Linked DNA regions of Drosophila melanogaster: region 1 is linked to region 2. Evidence: chromatin contacts called from public Hi-C data. All regions are on one chromosome and are shown on one strand. Each heading gives the region's core, a stretch centred on a gene start, on an enhancer-like site or on the middle of the called end of the contact. The rest is flanking DNA. Distances are from core to core; before and after follow the strand shown.

The links. Hi-C and Micro-C count contacts between places; a contact is called where the count stands out from the background.
Region 1: a contact with region 2 is called in a Hi-C map of the Kc167 cell line, with 1.9 times the contacts expected there. The contact joins the promoter of Jhbp2 here to the promoter of opa in region 2. A contact is called at or near these places in 11 of 107 Hi-C or Micro-C datasets (the Clone 8 cell line, the Kc167 cell line, the PNm cell line and 2 more) and 1 of 6 datasets of contacts at active chromatin or transcription factors (the Kc167 cell line).

Annotation. Positions count from the first base shown.
Region 1 is chr3R:4,960,013-4,962,712 of dm6, reverse strand. Jhbp2 (Juvenile hormone binding protein 2) reads left to right here and starts at 1,362. Exons shown (of 7, transcript NM_141251.3): 1 at 1,362-1,401; 2 at 1,740-1,819; 3 at 2,691-2,700. The coding sequence starts at 1,753.
Region 2 is chr3R:4,851,376-4,854,075 of dm6, reverse strand. opa (odd paired) reads right to left here and starts at 1,263. Exons shown (of 3, transcript NM_079504.4): 1 at 22-1,263. The coding sequence starts at 970.

The DNA of each region.
Region 1 (2,700 bases), core at 113-2,612, 110 kb before region 2:
AAAATAAATATAAATGGAAAAAACAAATTTTAATTTCAGTGTGGCAACATAAGAATGTTAAAAAAGCCACTGATACTTCTTTAAAGTTTATTATAAAATAATATTATTTACTTTGTCCGATGGTAAGCAAAACATATACTCAATTAGGCGCAGAATGTAATATTTCGTGTCTTCTACTCTTAGAGTAAGTAATTATCTACATGTTAGTTAGTTAGTTAAGCGCTAGTTAAACGCATAAGATATGATTTGTGCGTAAGCGTTCGGCATTTCATTAAACTATAATCGTATATGATTTTTAAGTGGACACTAAAAAGTCAAGTGTATAAGTCAATATAAAACTATGTTTAGACAAATTAGTTATATATTTAACTTCTTATTTGTTCTCGTAATTTGGAGCACTCCCGCACGAATCACGAGGCCCTTCCACCTCCAGTTTACAATTTAAATGCAAAACAGACAATGGTCAATAACCGGAATCGTTCCCAACAGTACACAAAGATCCCCGAAAGGTTTTGAAAGACAATTGCATTTCGTTTGGGGGCAAGTCACCATACCATCAATACCTCAACGCGCTGAGCAAATACACGTTTCTGAATTATTAGGGTTAACACACTCTGTGACTGGCTCAGTGCATGCTTTGTTATGTATGGATGGATGGATGGATGGATGGATGAATGGATGATGAGTGCCCAAAGCAGATTTGCCACCCGCCTCTTGGAAAGCTCGTGGTTCTAATCGCACCGCTTGACCTTTTGGCCACAAGTGGAAGTGCGGCCCACGAAGGGCTGAAAGGCAGCATAACAAAGAAATTCATCGCAATACTGGGCTAATACCGGCTTGTAGAACCGCTAATGATGGCAAGTCGCTCGGATGATTCATGACAGCCTCATTACCAGGCTGCAATCGCGGCTGTGGGAGGTTAGGCTCCGAGTCAGAGACCCTTTACACTTAACCTTCGGGCCTGCGGCCCCGGCAAAATTACTACCCGCAAATGTACACCGAGAAAAATCGTGAGGTAATGTAGTATTAGGTATTGGGCTATATTATCAAAACGGGAATGCAATCTGCGGGTAGTAAGAGCAGGGATATCCCATTTCATCCCATAGGCATAAATACTTACTTAAATCCAACATTTTTGGAAATATCTTTCAGACCTAAACCCAAACTCTAAATGCGTGTTTATATGTTATATGGAACTCAAAGCTTAAGGTCCCAGCCGACGGACTGTCTGCCCCACCGATTTCTGGGGTGTGGCAAGAAGGCCTGTTGTTCGGTTTCCCTTCGCCATCTCTTTCGCTGCATTTTCGCCAGCGCTTTCGAGCTTCTGGCTGGTTAAAATGGCTTGGACCAACGCAGGCCGAGCTCATTCCTCAGCCGAGTCGCGTGAAAGTTGGACGCAAAGTAAGCGCAGAGACGAAGAAAGCAGAAGACAGCAGACAGTCGGATTCTTTATTCAAGAACAAACAGTGAACTGGTTGGGGATTGGCTGTGTGACCCACTTCCAGACCGAGACCGAAGACAGAATTTCGGCCCCAAAGTGAAACCCAATCGCAGCTCGTACTTGGGCGCTTTAAATTCTATCCCGACTTTTTCACTTTCGCTCGTAAAGAGCGCGGGCTGCGTCATCTGGGCGAAATTAGCATATCCATATCCAAAAGCTGCTAATCAATTACGAAACTAGAAAAGTGAAACACAGAGTCCATCTTAGCCAACTTCCGTTTACTTGTACTTTCATGCAGACGAACCCGAAAAATGAGCGGAAAGATGGTCTTCATTGTGCTCGTCGCCGTGTTGGGCTCCACTTTTGCCCAGGAGCAGCGTAAGTAGTGATCAAATACTCGAAGTGTGATAAGTGATACCTATTTGGCTGAGCTTTCTAAGTTACATCACTTGCGACGACGACTTTAACTTTCCAGCCGGTCCTTGGACACGTCCACCGACCAACTTGGCCCAAGTGGCCTATGCATTTGGCAACAGCTAATTGCCCACCCTCAAAAGACGTGCTCCGGCAACAAAGAAAGTCGACTTGCGACGGATCTGGTCGGGTAGGTTCCAGAATGGCAATTGATGGCCACGATAACCTCGGTTAATAGTTCTGGCTTTGCAGTCACTTACCCGGTTCCATAAAGATCCCACTTAATGGGATTGACCTTGATTCAGTACTTTGCCGGCTAGCCTCTAAAAAACTCTACGTTCAAGTGCTCCGATTGTGCCATAATTTCTAAGAAATGCTCTGTACCAATCACAAGAGGTTTCTAACTCACATTGAGGGCACACTGTTTGGGAAACCTTCCCCCGAAACCCGTCATTATTATTAGTTTTCACACATCCCTCCCCACCACAACTTCGATAATTAACCCGGCCATAAACCTGTCGCCGGTTTTGTCCCACCCCATCGCATCCCAGCGATTCATAGTTCAGTCCGAACATGTTCGCAACGATCGTTGTGAGATCGGCAAGATAATTGTGAACTTGAACCCACGTCAACTGACGCATTCACCTGGGACATGGGAATCGCAATTACGGGAGGAAAGCGAATCTTCATTTTCATTGTGAGCCCTGTTGATTAATTCACTGGCCTCCGCCAGACAATGACATCCACGAACATGCAAAACATCACACATACATACACAGACCATTGCATTCGAAATGGACTCATTGTCTCACCACCCTCGAATTGGCCTTTCCAGCCTACTACCT
Region 2 (2,700 bases), core at 14-2,513:
GGAATGCACCGCCACACTTACCTGTATGCGTCCGCTTGTGGATCTTGAGGTTCTCGCTCCGGGCGAAGACCTTGCCGCAACCCGGGTGCGGGCAGGCGAAAGGTTTCTCGCCGGTGTGGACGCGGATGTGGTTGACCAGCTTGTACTTGGCCTTGAAAGGGCGTCCGTTGCGAGAGCAGCCCACCCAGAAGCAGGCGTGGGTGGTGCACTCGGGTCCGCCCACGTGCTCCACGGTCAGGTGGGTGACGATCTCGTGCATCGAGTGGAATACCTTGTTGCAGGTCTTCCTGCCGCCCGGGGGCACCAGGCCCGGCTGGTCGGGGTCTATCCAGAGGCACTGCATCTCCTGCTTAACGCTGGAGGCGGACGAGGCCGGCTGATGGCGCATGTAGCGCAGGAAGGCCCCTGCTCCGGCCGGGTGCATCGCGGACATGGCGTGGTGGGACGGGTGGTGCACGACCGGGTGGTGCACTGCCGCCGTCGGGAAGTTGCCGTGGTGGTTGTACGGGTGGCCGGCGGCGTAGGCATCCGCCATGCCCATTCGCATCTGATGGTGGTGATGGTGGCTGTGGAAGGGGTGTTGTCCGAACCCGGAGCCCAGCTCCGCGGCCTGAGCGGGAAAGCCGGAGAAGAGCATGGAATCCGCTGCGGCGGAGGCCTGTCCGGCGGATCCTGCCACACCGTACTCGGCCTCCCTCCTGCCCAGCAAAAAGTCCCGGGAGGCATAGCTGTTAAAGTGCCCATATCCGGAGTTCTGATAGGCTGCAGCAGTGGCCGCCGCGGATTCCTGATCCTGTTGCTGTTGCTGCTGCTGTTGTTGCTGTTGTTGCTGCTGCTGTTGGGTCATCTCCAGTTGCTGCTGCTGTTGCTGCTGCGCGTTGCTGTTACTGGCGGTGGTGTTGGGCGACATTCGCAGCCCGTAGCTGGCCAGGTGGTGCTGAGCCGGCTCAATGAAGGCGTTCATCATCATGGTTACAGTGTTATTGCTCGCTTATATGTTTTTAAAATTAATTCAGAAAGAACTGAACTACAAGTTTTCGATTCGCACTTTGCTAGGCCAATGAGCCCATCACGCACTGAGGTCACCTCACTTAGCTGTATATACTGTGCGCTTATTTCGCTCTTAGATATTTCGCATGCGACTTGATACTTATTTACGTAATGCACTCGCGCGCGATGCGTTTCTGGGGCGTTCGAATCGCAGCAAGACTTGACGCTAACCGAATGCCAAGACTTGACGTTTCAAGATGCGCAGCAGGACTGAAATGCTCCTGAAATTCTAACTCGCTGCTGTGTTGCCTCGTGAAAATATCTGCCGACGATCGCATGCGTGCGAATGGGATCGACCTATGCACGACGTAAAATGAATAGAGGGTAACGAAAGCGCGAGTGCGAGCAGGCCAGGCGTATGACCTGCCTGTGGTGAGTTGCGCTTGCCATGGTGTATTCGGCACAAGCCACCACTCTGTCGGATAGGCCTGAGCCATGGGTGCGAGTGCGACAACTCTAAGAAAATGGCCGCCTCCTCGCATGCTCCAGAGTCGGACAGAAGAGCACAGAGGCTGCGCACTCAGTCCAATTGGAACCCACCCGACCATAGCGCCCTCTCGCTCGGCAAACTGGTTTCGCGAAAATTAACACCCACTGCGGTTGGCCATTGGGTGGTGGGCCGACAGCGTGCGGCGTGCGCCTGTGCAGGGGGCCCAAATGCTGATTGGACCGACGGGCAGCCAATTGAAAGCTCGCGGGGATGCATTTTCCAGCCCGCTCCTCATTGTCACGGCGGACGAATAGCCCGCCACTTCGGGTAGCCCAGCTGTCAGCTTATCAAATTAGTTGTTTATTTTATTGATTTTAATGATATTAAGCACATTCCGTGCTCGGACATCGGAGATTTCCAGCCGTTTTGTTTAGGTTGCGCCATAAAGACGTACGAGATTTCATTAGCGCCAAACGCTCTGTTTTTCATTTGCTAATTTATGGAATTTTCAATAAGCAGTAGTCGAATCAATACATAATCTTGTATCAATCGACTTGATTGGATTCTGCTGAGTGTTAAGTGCCCCGGCAAAGTGGCTTTTGGGGCAGACTGTGAAGTGATACTTCGCCTGCATAGGGCAAAAATGTATAAATTTATTTTCATACAAAACATTTGCTTTGTGATAATATGGTATAACACTATGCTGTATGTATATAGTCAGACGCTCTTCTCAAAATATATGATTTTTTCTATTTACAATCCAAAAACTGAGCGATGCAAAAGGAAGGTCGTTAACATCAAAATTGTCTTCGTTTAGTATTCGTGTTTTGAACTAGTCCTCATCTGTAGATAATTTAAGGTTGATATGTAATTGCTGGCAGAGTATTAAAAATTGCTTAAGCTTTTAAAACGATAATAATTAAAATCAAATTGAATTTGGATATATATTGAGTAATCAAATTTTTATTCAAAAACAGTATTTTCTAATCAAATATATTGCCCTGAATTTATCGTTTGAGAAAACAATATTTCCTGGTAAAGTTTAAATGAGAATGAGAGCAAGAAAAGACCATGTGATTCCATGCTAATTACCTTGATTTCCGCAATGAATTAATTGGGGCAAATTGTGACATAAAGCGTCACCGCCAAGCGGTTCGGCTATTAAATTGTCAAAACAACTCAGCGGCAATCAGCAATCAGCGGACGGCAATCGACAGTCC